Regions from separate parts of the Mus musculus genome. Here region 2 is linked to region 1. A link is a contact called in public promoter capture Hi-C data. All regions are on one chromosome and are shown on one strand. Each heading gives the region's core, a stretch centred on a gene start, on an enhancer-like site or on the middle of the called end of the contact. The rest is flanking DNA. Distances are from core to core; before and after follow the strand shown. Region 1 holds the start of Coro7 (coronin 7). Region 2 holds the start of Alg1 (asparagine-linked glycosylation 1 (beta-1,4-mannosyltransferase)).

Region 1 (6,373 bases), core at 3,617-6,116:
ATACACAGACATACATGCAGGTAAAACACTCATACATAAAGAAATTTATACAAAATTTAGATTGGGCTAGGCATATTGGTGCACACCTTTAGTTCCAGCACTTGAGAGCTCTGGAGAGGCAGGGGGATTTCTGAGTTCAAAGCCAGCCTGGTCTACAAAGCAAGTTCCAAGACAGCCAGGGCTACCCAGAAAAACCGTATCTTGTAAAACAAGAAACAAGCACATTTAGATTAGAAGACGTTCGGCATACTCTACATAAATCTTGGCTTTTGTTGTTAACAACCTAATGATCATCATCAGAACTCTGACAATGAGCAGAACCCTACTTTCAGATCTCCCTCAAACCACCCTACCTAAGGAGTAAGAATTTATCCTCTTCCTTTACCCCAGGTCTTTAATAAGAGATCTAGCTCATAGAAACCACAGCTATGGAGACTAAGCCGACTAGGCCAATGCCTAGAGTATAATAAATGTTCCCCAAAGTGGGCATTCTGCCACACAGGCTGCTGAGGACCCCCAGAATCAGCTGCAGCAGACAAAAGTCCTTTGTAAGGGTTCATCTCCACCCTGCAGCTCAGCATAGCCACTCCCTGGAGTGGCTTTTAGCAGCATGGCTGGGCTTAGAAATGAGAGGTGCCCTGCTAGACTCCAGAGAATATGTAGGGCTGAGAGCCATAAGGGTGTGTGTCTGGTCCTCAGGAAGGAAATCCAGGGGCCCAGGACTTCCTTCTGCCACCCCGATGGACTGGAACATCTACCTTCCTTTCTGCAGGCCAGAGTTCCAAACCAGATGCAGCCTTCTGACCCCCCAAGGACTTTGCAGAACATACAGTGAGAACAAGAAGCCATAGGCGACAGGACCAAGAATGAATCCCTGGTCACAGGTTTCCTGACTCAGGCATCACTCACCTGAATGACAGCCAAGGTAGGTCACATGCCTCTTGTTTTCCTCATGGCCTTCCAGAGATATGACACCCAATACACCTGTTAAACAAACACAGAGGTTCTCACTTTGAGCTTAATGGTGGCCACTTATCTCCCTTCAAAGGACTCCAGACCCCAAGCCATGTGACCTCCTGAAAGCCTCTCCCAGTTGTCCCTTTTTTTCCTGACACTGAAGGGATCTAGGGTCTTCCCCAGCTTGAACCATCTGCACTGAATGTATAGAACACTAGAAAAGGAGGTGCTCTTTTTCTCACACAGACCATGGACGAGGTCAGCTTTGGGCTATCAGCTGGCACTCCCACCATCCTCACCAGAGAAGGAAGTCAGCACCTCAAGGCAGCAGGGTTGAGGGACCAAGAGAAAACTGGGAACAGGTGAGGTGGTTTACACCTATAGTCACAGCCCCTGGGAGACAGGGCTAGAGGAATCCTGCAAGTTGGAGGCCATCTTGGGCTATAAAGTGAGATGCTATCGGAAAGCAATAGGATGGGGGTGGGGTTAGAGAGTGCAAGTGGAGAGAACTTGAGCAGCTTTGGCTCCAACTCTGCCTAGAGTCCCTGGTGAGGAAAGAGGCATTTATCTGTGCTAGCTTGGTCTATCGATGTTGTCACAAGCAGCCAAGGGAATTCAACCACACAAAAACTCATTTTGGTTTTTTTGTTTTGTTTTGTTTTTTTAAGTTTTTGGTTTTTGGGGTTTTTTTCTTTTTTTTTTTTTTCTGTTTTTTGTTTTCTTTGAGATGGGGTCTGAGTAGCTCAGGCTGGCTTGCATCTCAAACTCTTCCAGATTCAGCCTCCTGGAGTGCAGAGATAGCAACACAACACTGTACAAGGACTTTTCAAATCTTCATTGTGATCAATCCCAGCCCAAGGTCCAATACAAGGAGGGGGATTGTCTGTGGGGATGGCTGAAAACAGAAATACCATTTTCTTTCCTCCCTGGCTAGAACCACCACCATAGTTTACATATAAGCAAGATCTGACTGCTATATGTTGACCAGTGTATAGGGGTCTAAGGCCTGCCCCTCCCCACAGCCCACTCCATTCCAACTCCCCACTATGAATGGAGTTTGCCCTTTTCCTGACCCTATCTATGATGATAATGTCTGAACCTTTTCTTCTATGTCTACCTCCCTACCTGGGCGGTCAGAGTTGAAAGCGATCAAGCTGCAGCTTGATTTGATGTGGTTCCCGCATGTGGGGGTGGTTACAGCACGAATATCACTGATCCAGGCCTGCAAATGAAGAATAACATGGTTAGTGTCAGGTCTCTCCTCAGGGCCATAGACAGGGCCATAATGCAGGAAACTGTGTGTGTGTGTGTGTGTGTGTGTGTGTGTGTGTATGTGTGTGTGTGTCTGGTGTCATCCACGCAAATCACCCACTTTGTTTTTTGAGACAGGGTCTTTCCCTGAATCTAGAACTCACAAATTCTGCTAGGCTGGCTGGTTAGTGAGCTCCAGCCGTCCTCTTGTCTGTGTGGGTGTGTGATGATTGTAAGCATACATCATCACTTAGGTTCTGGACATCAAACTTATGTCTTCATGCATTATAGCAAATATGTTACTAATAAAGTTGTTTCTTCAGCCCTTAAAGCTGCACCATTAGAGCAGTATTTTTTGGGATAGATATTTGGATTTTTTTTTTTTTTTTTGGTCTGCCCCCACTCAGTCCCTTAAAAAATAGCAAATGTTCTTGAAATAATCTAACTAGCTCAGAGGGTGATTCTATTTAGCAAATCAGTTCCCTAATAAGGATGAGGAGGCGGCTGTCAGAGGAAATGCATGTGTCTCTGGGGGGAATATTTCAGTTCAAAGAGTGGGAAGGAGCTGGGCAGTGGTGGCGCAGGCCTTTAATCCCAGCACTCGGGAGGCAGAGGCAGGTGGATTTCTGAGTTTGAGGCCAGCCTAGTCTACAGAGTGAGTTCCAGGACAGCCAGGGCTACACAGAGAAACCCTGCCTCAAAAAGAAAAAAAAAAAAAAAAAAAAACAAGAGTATGAAAGTGGCAAGGAAGTGACCATCTAACAGAAGATGGGTGTGCTCCTGTGGCTACTCTGCTGAAGCCAGGGCCCACGGCCCCTTGTGAACATCACACTCAGTAGGGAGAAGATAAAGATCTGGCTTCCTCAGAGCATGCTCCGCCCTGGATGAGTGAAGGCAGTAATGGTGACACCCCGCATATGGGAAAGAAGAGCGCTCGCCCTGCAACTGAGATCAAGGACCCCATTCCCTCTGTTGGTGTCAAAGCACAGATCTGCAATCCTTCTTGCCTCAGTAACAAGCACTCCTGAGGCCCCCGGTTCTGTGGGCCTGTCTGATTAACTTACTAGAAGGAGGTCCATACAGAGAGAAGCCACAGAGCCCTGAAGGTCTCTCCAGATCCGTCCACTAATCATTACTGCACTCTTAGTAATAGTCTGCATCCAAATCTAAGCACTGTGTACTTCCTCTCAAGCTTTCAATGGCGCCATACTATACTCATAACAAAACTCAACTTCTTCCTCTGAAGGGCTGCCCTGTAACTCATCTGTCACCAGCTTTGCCTGGCTAATGGCCTCTGTCCACCCTGGGTTCACTTTCTTTTTTTCTTTTTTCTTTTTTTGGTTTTTCGAGTCAGGGATTCTCTGTGTAGCCCTGGCTGCCCTGGAACTCACTCTGTAGACCAGGCTGGCCTCGAACTCAGAAATCTGCCTGCCAAGTGCTAGGATTAAAGGCCTGCACCACCACCGCCCGGCCACTTTCTTTTTCTTTACTGGCTTTTTTTCTTCTCACCCTTCTGGCCTCTGTTGAAATCCACCCACCTGGGCACTGTCCTCCACAATACTATTACGTTCAACTCTACTTCACTTCTTTACATCACAGCCCACCACATACCCCCGGGTGTTCTGATTCTTCAGTGGATTTATATTGTGCTTGCTGACCAGAGGCTGTTAAGTTCCACAGAGAAGGGGAAATGTCACAATGTTCACTGTTTTAGAGAGCTGAGCAGCACACAATAGGTACAGAAAGGCTAACTGTCCAGAGAATGAAAATGGAGCACGGTTGTCCTAACTTGCTTTGGGACACTAGAGGTCCAAATAACACAGGGGGAGAAAGGCCAGTGCCTCACCGAGTGGAGTGTCCTTCTTGACACTCCATCTGGGATCCACCTGCTCTAGGCTTCTCCAGGCCCCAACAACCGCTAGTATCATCACCCCAGTAAAGGAAGAGCTTGCACCAGTAGACAAGGAAGAGTGGCAGAAACTCGAGGGAGGAAGCCTGCCTGGCCCCAGGGGCTCCCTCTCCAGATGATACCTTCCCTCTCACTGAGACCACAAGAAAGAGATGCATCTCTCCCACAGCCCGGCCGGCCCGGAGCAGGGGTGATCCTAGACTGCTGGAAGGGGGAGACCGGCGTCGACAGTTTCCCAGCCAGGTTCCCAGCAAGGCCGACCGGAAACAGAGGCCTGTTCGCGTCTGGGAGTGCTGCGAGGCCTCCTGGGGTAACAGGGGGAGGCGAACCGGCCAGGCCGACCTCCGGGATCACCCAACTACTAGGGCGCGTCATCAGACCTCCGGACTCTGTCCTCTGAGCAGTGAAGGGGCGGCCTGAACTCTAGGGTTCATCTAAAGGGAGAAGTTCCGGGTGGACAGATGGGGCGAGGTGGGGTGAGGGTCTTCACAACCCAGAGTGTGCACTGCACAGGCAGGCACTGGGAATGGCAGTCCTCCGGGACCAGAAGCCAGGGAGTGGGGTCCACTGGCCGGGCTCACCTCTCGGCGGGACGGCCGGGCCTCCATATGCCGAAACTTGGACACCTTGAAGCGACTCATGGCAGCTGGGACAGAGCAAGCTCAGGCTGGAGAACGAGGGTCGTCAGGTACTAGGTGAATGAAGAGAAGCCGCCCTGGACTCTTGCAGCCTGCCGCCTCAGCAGCCTGCAGCCTGGTGCCACGCCCTTATTGATGACAACCAATCGGAAGCTCCTGCGGCCTGCCTAGGCACGCCCCCACGTCACCCTTCTTCAGCGCGACGGCCTTCAGCCCCGCCTTCTTCAGAGGCCAGGACGACCTGAGAAGTCACGCCCTGATGCCTGGGGGACTACTGCACTGGTCGGAGGTCATGTGAGCCGCAGCTGTCCTACCGAAGGAACCACACTTCAATTGCTGCAGGATTAGACTTGCAATACTGGTCCCTGAGGTTTTACAATGACCTGAGAAATAGCAGGACAGAATTAACTAGACTAAAACTGGGAATAATCCCCGCGACCCATAAAAGATAAGAACCACTGAGACTCAATCTTTCTCTCTCTCAATCTCTCTCTCTCTCCCTCCCTCCCTCCCACCTCTTGTCTCCCCTTCCCTCCCTTTCTACCCCTTTGTTTTGAGTTTTATTTTTATTTTATTTTATTTTTGTTTATTTATTTATTTATTTATTTTGAGACAGGGTTTCTCTGTGTAGTCCTGGCTGTCCTAGAATTCACTCTGTAGACCAGGCTGGCCTCAAACTCAGAAATCCCCCTGCCTCTTCCTCCCAAGTCCTGGGACTAAAGATGTGCACCATCACTGCCCAGCCAAAAATACACATTTTATAATGCAATTTTTTTCATACTAGAGTGTATGATGATAATGACCAAGTGATATATAGCTTTATTCTCAATATCTGTGAGCATCAATTTTCCCTTAAAAATGATTTTAGCTGTGGATTGTAGCTCAGTTGGTAGAGTGTTTGCCAGGCATGTATGAAGCCCTGGGTGCCATCCCCAGCACAGTGACATAGTCCTATAGTCCCAGCATTCAGGAGGAAGATCAGAAGTTCAAGGTCAGCTTGGTTTACATAGTTCGGGACTATATAGTGAGAACCTGCCCAAAAAGAAAAAAAAGAAAAAGAAAAAAGAAAGAAAAGAAAAGAAAAGGGAGAAAGAAGGCAGGGTTGGGAAAATGGCTCAGTGGGTAATTATGCTTGCTCTTGGTTAGACTTGTTGGATCCCCTGGCCTTGTGAAGTGTCTTAAACTGCCACATGGGTGCTGGGAATCAGACTTGGGTCTTCTTCGAAAATAAGGAGAAACAAGTACTCTTGACTGCTGGGACATTTACTTTTGTTCACCTGTCTATCCCTGCCTACTCATCTGTGTGCACACAATGTTGGGGTCCAGGAATTGCCTCACAAATCACACAGACATTGATCTCGGTCAGACCAGGATGGTTTATTGATCATATGCTCCAGGATTGGTCGACCAGGGCCATGGTCAGGATTTCAGAACTGAGCCACTACCCTGAACTAAGATCCTACAGGGCTTTTAAGCCCAAGATCTACAAACATTTGTGCCAAGTTATTTCATCAATCGGGATTTAAAGACAGGAAGATTTCCTTAGGAACATGTCTTTGTTGTACACTTATCCTGCTCCCATTGGTTGGGGTAGTCAACTGTGGCAGGCAGGGGACTT
Region 2 (6,402 bases), core at 607-3,106, 550 kb after region 1:
TAGCAGAAGATGGCCTAGTCGGCCATCATTGGGAAGAGAGGTCCTTTGGTCTTGCAAACTTTATATGCCCCAGTACAGGGGACTACCAGGGCCAAGAAGTGGGAGTGGGTGGGTAGGGGAGCAGGACTGGGGAGGGTACAGGGAACTTTCGGGATAGCATTTGAAATGTAAATAAAGAAAATATCTAATAAAAAAAATTCCTGCCTGAACTTACTTCCTTGTCATGGCCTAATGTCAGATTCCTGCCCCAAGCCCATTTCCTTGTCCTTGGCCAATGTCAGATTCCTGCCATGCAGCCCCCAAAGCTCCCCACACAGCAGTACTTTTCTAGCTGGCAAAGTCAGGAACTCTAGAGTTCATGCCACTATCATTATCTTATGCATCTCTTTCTTTCTCCCTTTATTGCCCATACTTAAAAAGTTCTCCCTTCCTTCCTTCCTTCCTTCCTTCCTTCCTTCCTTCCTTCCTTCCTTCCTTCTTCCCTCCCTCCCTCCCTTCCTCCCTCCCTTCCTTCTTTCCCTTCCTTTCTTTCTCTATAACCCATTGTCTATTCGTCTCTCCCTAAACTTGAGTCTCCTTTTTCTCCTTATAAGCTGAAAGCCAACAAGCTTTAGTGAGCTTTCTGTTTCTGCCCCTCACAGCTGAGATTATAGGTTTTGTGGTGACATCCAGCTTGTTACATGGGTGTCAGGATTTGAACTCCTGTCATGATTGCAAGTAAGAGCTCTTAACTGCTGAGTCATTTATCCAGCCCCTTATTTTTTTGAGTTCTTGTCATAAGCTGCCCAGGCAGGTCTTGAACTCTCTATGGAGTCGAGGATGACCTTGGCTTCTCCTCCACAGTGCCAGAATTACAGGCTATACTATGCCTGCTTCCTCTCTTTTGTATTTGAATTGTTGTATTCAATGTGCATGCATCTTAACAAATGAAGAGATAAACATTTTGCTTAATAAATTTTCTCACTGGAAGGCACCTCTGCTAAAGAGCCAGAGGCCCTATGGTCTCTTGCCTTCTACCAACAAAGATCGGTTTCCATGTGTAGCCATGATCTTGTTTATACATTCACTTCTCAGGGAATGGCCTCTTTCCTCAACAAAACTAGGAAATTCATCCAAATTGTTTTTATTTATTTAGTGTACAAGGGAGGTGCTGTGTGTGTCACAGCAGGAGCGTGGAAGTCAGAGGATGTAGAGAGTTGATTCTCTCCTTCCTGAGATGGTACCCTACTTTAGCATCAAACACCTTTACCTGAAGAAAACTCATCAGCCTCTCATCTAAAATTTAATCTCTCTTGTTAGATTATTAAAGGCAGCTACTGAGAGAGTAGATAAAAGAGGCTGGGTCTGATCATAGCCGAGACAAGTTCATGTACGGTGAGGGTACATTTTTGTGTAGATGGCTAAGATACTCACAGAAGATGAGATATGGCCTCCTATAGGGGTAGAAATGACTTCACAGTCCGTAAGGGAAGCTGAGAAGTGTACTCTAGCAGCAGGTAATCATTATCATCATTATTATAGTTTGAAATTTATCTTAGCGGTCTTTAAAAGAAGTTCTTAGACTCCAATAAAGGTACAGCTTTACTTTCACAGGGGAAAACACACTTCAGAGAACTTGGCATGGCTAAGTCCATTCTTGGGCTCCTTAAGTAACTCTTCAAAGGCCTCCTACCCTTTCCAGGCCCCGCCCCCCCGTTCAGAGCCCGCCCCCATCTTCCAAATTCTCTTTCCTTTTCTCCCAGACCTCGCCTTATCCAAGGCTCCGCCTCCTCCTTCGTAAAGAGGCGATTTCATAATCACCTCCCCCTGGGCAGGGTCTGGGGTGTGCGCTTGCGCATAGCGAGGCTTCCGGGCCCGGTCACGTGCTCGGCGCCGGCCGGCCAAGATGGCAGCGTCCTGCGTGGCGCTGCTGGTTCTGGCGCTGCTGTTGCTGGTGCTGCTGCTGGGCTTGTGGAAGCGTGGGCGGCAAACGGGCAGGGCCCGGCACATGGTCGTCGTGGTGCTGGGCGACGTGGGCCGCAGCCCCCGCATGCAGTACCACGCGCTGTCATTGGCCCAGAGCGGCTTTTCGGTGACGCTGCTGGGGTTCTACAGTGAGTGGCGGGGACCTGAGAGGGAGGCTCAATCAGGAGCCTTGACTCTCCCTGTTTTGGGACAGAGGCGGGAGCAGCTGTGCTCCTCTCCTGCCTGTTCTGGTCTGGACCGCTGTTTTCTGGTGTCTGGGAGCAGCGGGCGTCAGTCGCCGTTTACCATACGTGAGGACTACAAATAGATCGGTTGCAAAAGTGTCTGTCACTTGCTTTGTTTAGGTAGTGCACAGACAGGCTGCAACCCTGGTGTGTGAGACCTTAGTGCTGGTCACCACTTCCTCATGCTGCCTTTGTCACTGAGTTGGCAGGCTGAATGTTTCTTCACATCCCTTGTCCAGCCGCAGAGCTTTTCTTGCTGTGGATGGTTCTCTTGTCCCCTAAGGTGTAGGCAGAGGTGTCCACTCCCTCATCATGTCCACGTGGATGATTTTTCAGGGGTTCACTCTTACTATGCAGCCTCTAGCTGGTTTGGATCTCACTATGTAGGCCAGAGTGTCCTTGAACTCACAGAGATCCACTTGCTACTGCCTTTAGAGTGTTGGGATTAAAGGCATGCACTTTAGTAGCCCCTCAGGTATCCAACCTTTTGACACAGTCATATGAAATCTGCTAGCATGTTGGGGACATTCATAACTATCCTCGAACACGTGCTGGGCACCTCAAATTGGATCTGCGAACTTGGGGGTGGCCCAGCTCTATCTAAGGGAAAGTGGAAATAGCCCTTATTGGTCCCCGTGTGGAGTGCTATCCTAGGGCAGACTGCCATCCAGGAGTTCTACTCTTTATCAGTTAAATTGGGTCCCTATTGCATGCCAGTCATCAGGTTAAATTAAGTAGGTATGATGAATGCCCTTCGAGGGTATTCTATAGAAGAACACAAAGTGACCTCATTTTCTATTCTGGGTACTGGGGACCTGTGAGGTTTTGATAGGTGTTATTTTCCTTCCACCTTGTTTACTTGAGATGGGCATGCTTTGTAGCACATGCTGGCTTTGAACACTTTATCCTGCCTTATCCTTCCAAGTACTGGAATTACAGATGTGAAGGAACACACCCAGCTGACTGTAACTGGCTATTTCTGATACCTGAAAGGGCTCATTTGCATTTGCAGACTCCAAACCTCGAGATGAACTCTTGCAGAATGATAGGATTCGGATTGTGAAGTTGACAGATCTGCGGGGCCTGGGAGGTAGGACCAGTCAACTCCAGGTTCTTGACTAGGGGTAGGGATGGTTGCGTATTGGGAAGATGAAGGGACTCTCAGTGCCAAGAGCTCTTTTGTAGAGACAGATGTTTTCTGACTTGCAGCTGGGCCCCGAATTCTCCAGTATGGAGTCAAGGTTGTATTTCAGGCAGTGTACTTGCTGTGGAAGATGATGCGCATGGACCCTGCAGCCTACATCTTCCTCCAGGTATGTGCCAGCTGCTCTTTCCTTCTGTGAGAATCACCATTATCATAGCAGGTCTCTTGCTGGTCTTTTAAACATGCACACATCGGGTTGTGGGTGTGGCTCAGTGAGGTCTTGGATTTGATTTCCAGCCCACATACAAAATGAACAAATTATTAAATGTATTTAATACTTCTGTGTGCATAGCCTATAAAAACATGGGGAGGGCTGCTGCACTCGTGAACTTGCAGCTATACAAGACCGGGGCAAGGCTGCCAACACTGTAGCATGGGCGGGGGGAGGGGGGTGGATTCACAGGGGAGCCGTCCCTAGCTAAGGAGCTGTTGGCAGTTAATGGTTGTTGGGGGTGGAGGTTATTTTTCTTCTCCAGTGTATCCACTAATAAATGGCCCATTCTTCAATAAACAACCTCTCACTTAGGTTATTATAAGCAACTGTAGTTAAACTCAGTCACTAAAGAAAAAAAAAAGATGAGACCAGGAGGGAGCACTTGGAGGGGAAACCGGTACAGAGGGATGACTGACAGGTGAGGAGGGAGCTAAGGAAGAGAGTGGGGAGTGATCAGAATGCATCACACATACACAGTCATGAAACTGTCAGGTAATAAATACAGTAATAGGAAAAACAAACGAGTGTGCAGGCTGCCGGAGCAGTGGCTCAGTGCTCGGTTGCTGTTCTTGCAGAGGACCCAGGTTTCACTCCCACCATCTACAATAGGAGTTTACAGCTATCTGTAACCCAGGTTCCAGGGATCCAGCACCCTTGTCTGGTCCTCATGCTTGGGTGGCAAATTCTTTACCTACTGAGCCATCGTCTTAACTCAAGAGCTCTTGATCGATGATGATTTTGGGGTTTTCAGATTGGGCAGTTTGGTTTCTTTATAACTTCTTACTCCCTTTGTTGTTGTTAATGTTTTTATGGTGGAGGGGATCTTCTTTCTGCCCCCGGGCTGATGAGAGCCTTTTAGGTCATAGTTTCTTTGCTGTGTGGTCACTCCTCTAGGCTATATGGGCCATAGTCTATGCTTCCTCCACTGCCTGAGTCTCCTTTTCCTAGAACCCTCCAGGTCTGCCTGCTATTGCCGTCTGCTGGTTTGTGGGCTGCATTTGTGGGAGCAAATTGGTCATCGACTGGCACAACTATGGCTACTCCATCATGGGCTTGGTCCATGGCCCCCGCCACCCCATTGTGCTGCTGGCCAAATGGTGAGAGGATGTGAGTGGTTCCCCCTGAGTCCTCATTAGAGTGGGTGGGAGAGAAGGGCCTGGGTGAGCAGGTTGGATCTAGAGCAGGGTCCTCAGTTCCACTCTGATTCTGGCTGCCCATCTCATTGTGTGCTTCTTGCTCTGGGGTCCAGCTAGCTCTGTCCTTTCTCTGTCCCTGCTGGGATTGATTGTTGTTTGTGGGACCAGCAGACCAGGCAGCTCCTTCCTGTCACAGCACCAGCTTCGTGCCAGGCTCCAGGCCAGGTCCCGTTTTTCCCCACTCTGTCTCCATCACCCCCAATTATGGTGCATTGTAAAAGTTAGGTGAGTGGGCTGAGAGTGATGCTGCCTCTTGCTGCACAGGAAGTCATCAGGAATCAGCCCCTGGAGGCTGCACTCCAGAGCCAACTTGTAGCTGGAGGGAAGAAAAGGCTGCCGTACTCTGGTGGTAGCTAATGAGCTTTCTCACTCCGGTGCCCAGACTAGCTTCGAATTTATGTTGGTCCTCGTGCCTCAGCTTTGTACACTCTGGGATTACAGGCACGATAAACCACACCCAGTTTAGTAGTGTTAACTTTTTTTTTCTTGAGACAAGAGTTTCTCTGTGTAGCTCTGGCTATCCTGGAACTCACTCTGTAGATCAGGCTGGTCTCAAACTCAGAGATCTGCTTGCCTCTGCTGGGATTAAATGTGTTGGCCGCCACCAGTTAGCAATCCTACTTTTATGCATTTTTTTGTAATTAATTTTTCTAGTTCATTTTATTCTTAAAAATTACTTTAATTTCAAAAACAAAACAAAAACAACAACAAAAGACAGCTGTGTGGTGGTGGCACATGTGTTTAATCCCAGTACTTGGGAGGCAGAGGCAGGTAAATCTCTGAGTTTAAAGCCAGCCTGGCTACACAGAGAAACACTGTCTCAACAAACAAGCAAACAAAATTACTTTATTTTATATATGAATATTATTTTTATATGGCTGTTTTGCTTGCACGTTTGTCTGTGTACCATGTGTTTGTCTTGTGACTGCAGAGGACAGGAGAGGAGATCAAATCCCCTGGGATTGGATTTATAGATGGTTGTGAGCTGCTGTGTGGGTCTAGGGAATTAAACCCTGGCTCTGTGGGAGAGCAACCAGTGCTGAAGCAGCTCTCTGGTCCCTAAACTTGTTTTTGTTTTTAAAGATTTATTTATTAAACTAGTTACACTGTAGCTGTCTGCAGACACACCAGAAGAGGGCATCAGATCTCATTCTGGGTGTTTGTGAGCCACCATGTGGTTGCTGGGATTTGAACTCAGGACCTTCGGAAGAGCAGTCAGTGCTCTTACCCGCTGAGCCATCTCACCAGCCCCTTAAACTTGTTTTTTTGAGTCTCATTTATTGTAGGCTGGTTTTGATCTACCTTTCTAGTGCTGGGATTACATGTGTGCACTGTCAATATTTATTTTATGATGTGCTGGGGATGGAACCCAGGACTTTGATGTATTATGGGCAAGCTCTCTACCAATGGAGCTACATCCCTACTCATATGTATATGTGTATATATACATATATGTCCATAATACACACATATTTTGAGACTGTTTATTGTGACTGGCTTCATATCATATCATAGGATGACCGTGAATTCTGATCCTCCTGCCTTTTTCTCCTCCCTTTTTCAGTGTTTGGATAGACATGCACCACCATGTCCCATGTT

What was found. Promoter capture Hi-C pulls out the DNA fragments that hold promoters and counts their contacts.
Region 2: a promoter capture Hi-C map of the HPC-7 cell line shows a contact between it and region 1. The contact joins the promoter of Alg1 here to the promoter of Coro7 in region 1. A contact is called at or near these places in 3 of 39 promoter capture datasets (the HPC-7 cell line, cranial neural crest and embryonic stem cells), 2 of 484 Hi-C or Micro-C datasets (CD4 T cells and CD8 T cells) and 2 of 115 datasets of contacts at active chromatin or transcription factors (memory CD8 T cells and pancreatic cancer cells).

What each region holds. Positions count from the first base shown.
Region 1 is chr16:4,674,854-4,681,226 of GRCm38.p6, forward strand. It overlaps Coro7 (coronin 7), which reads right to left and starts at 4,867. Exons shown (of 28, transcript NM_030205.4): 1 at 4,699-4,867; 2 at 2,083-2,179; 3 at 910-984. The coding sequence starts at 4,758.
Region 2 is chr16:5,231,765-5,238,166 of GRCm38.p6, forward strand. Alg1 (asparagine-linked glycosylation 1 (beta-1,4-mannosyltransferase)) reads left to right here and starts at 1,857. Exons shown (of 13, transcript NM_145362.2): 1 at 1,857-2,093; 2 at 3,202-3,279; 3 at 3,399-3,502; 4 at 4,556-4,704. The coding sequence starts at 1,886.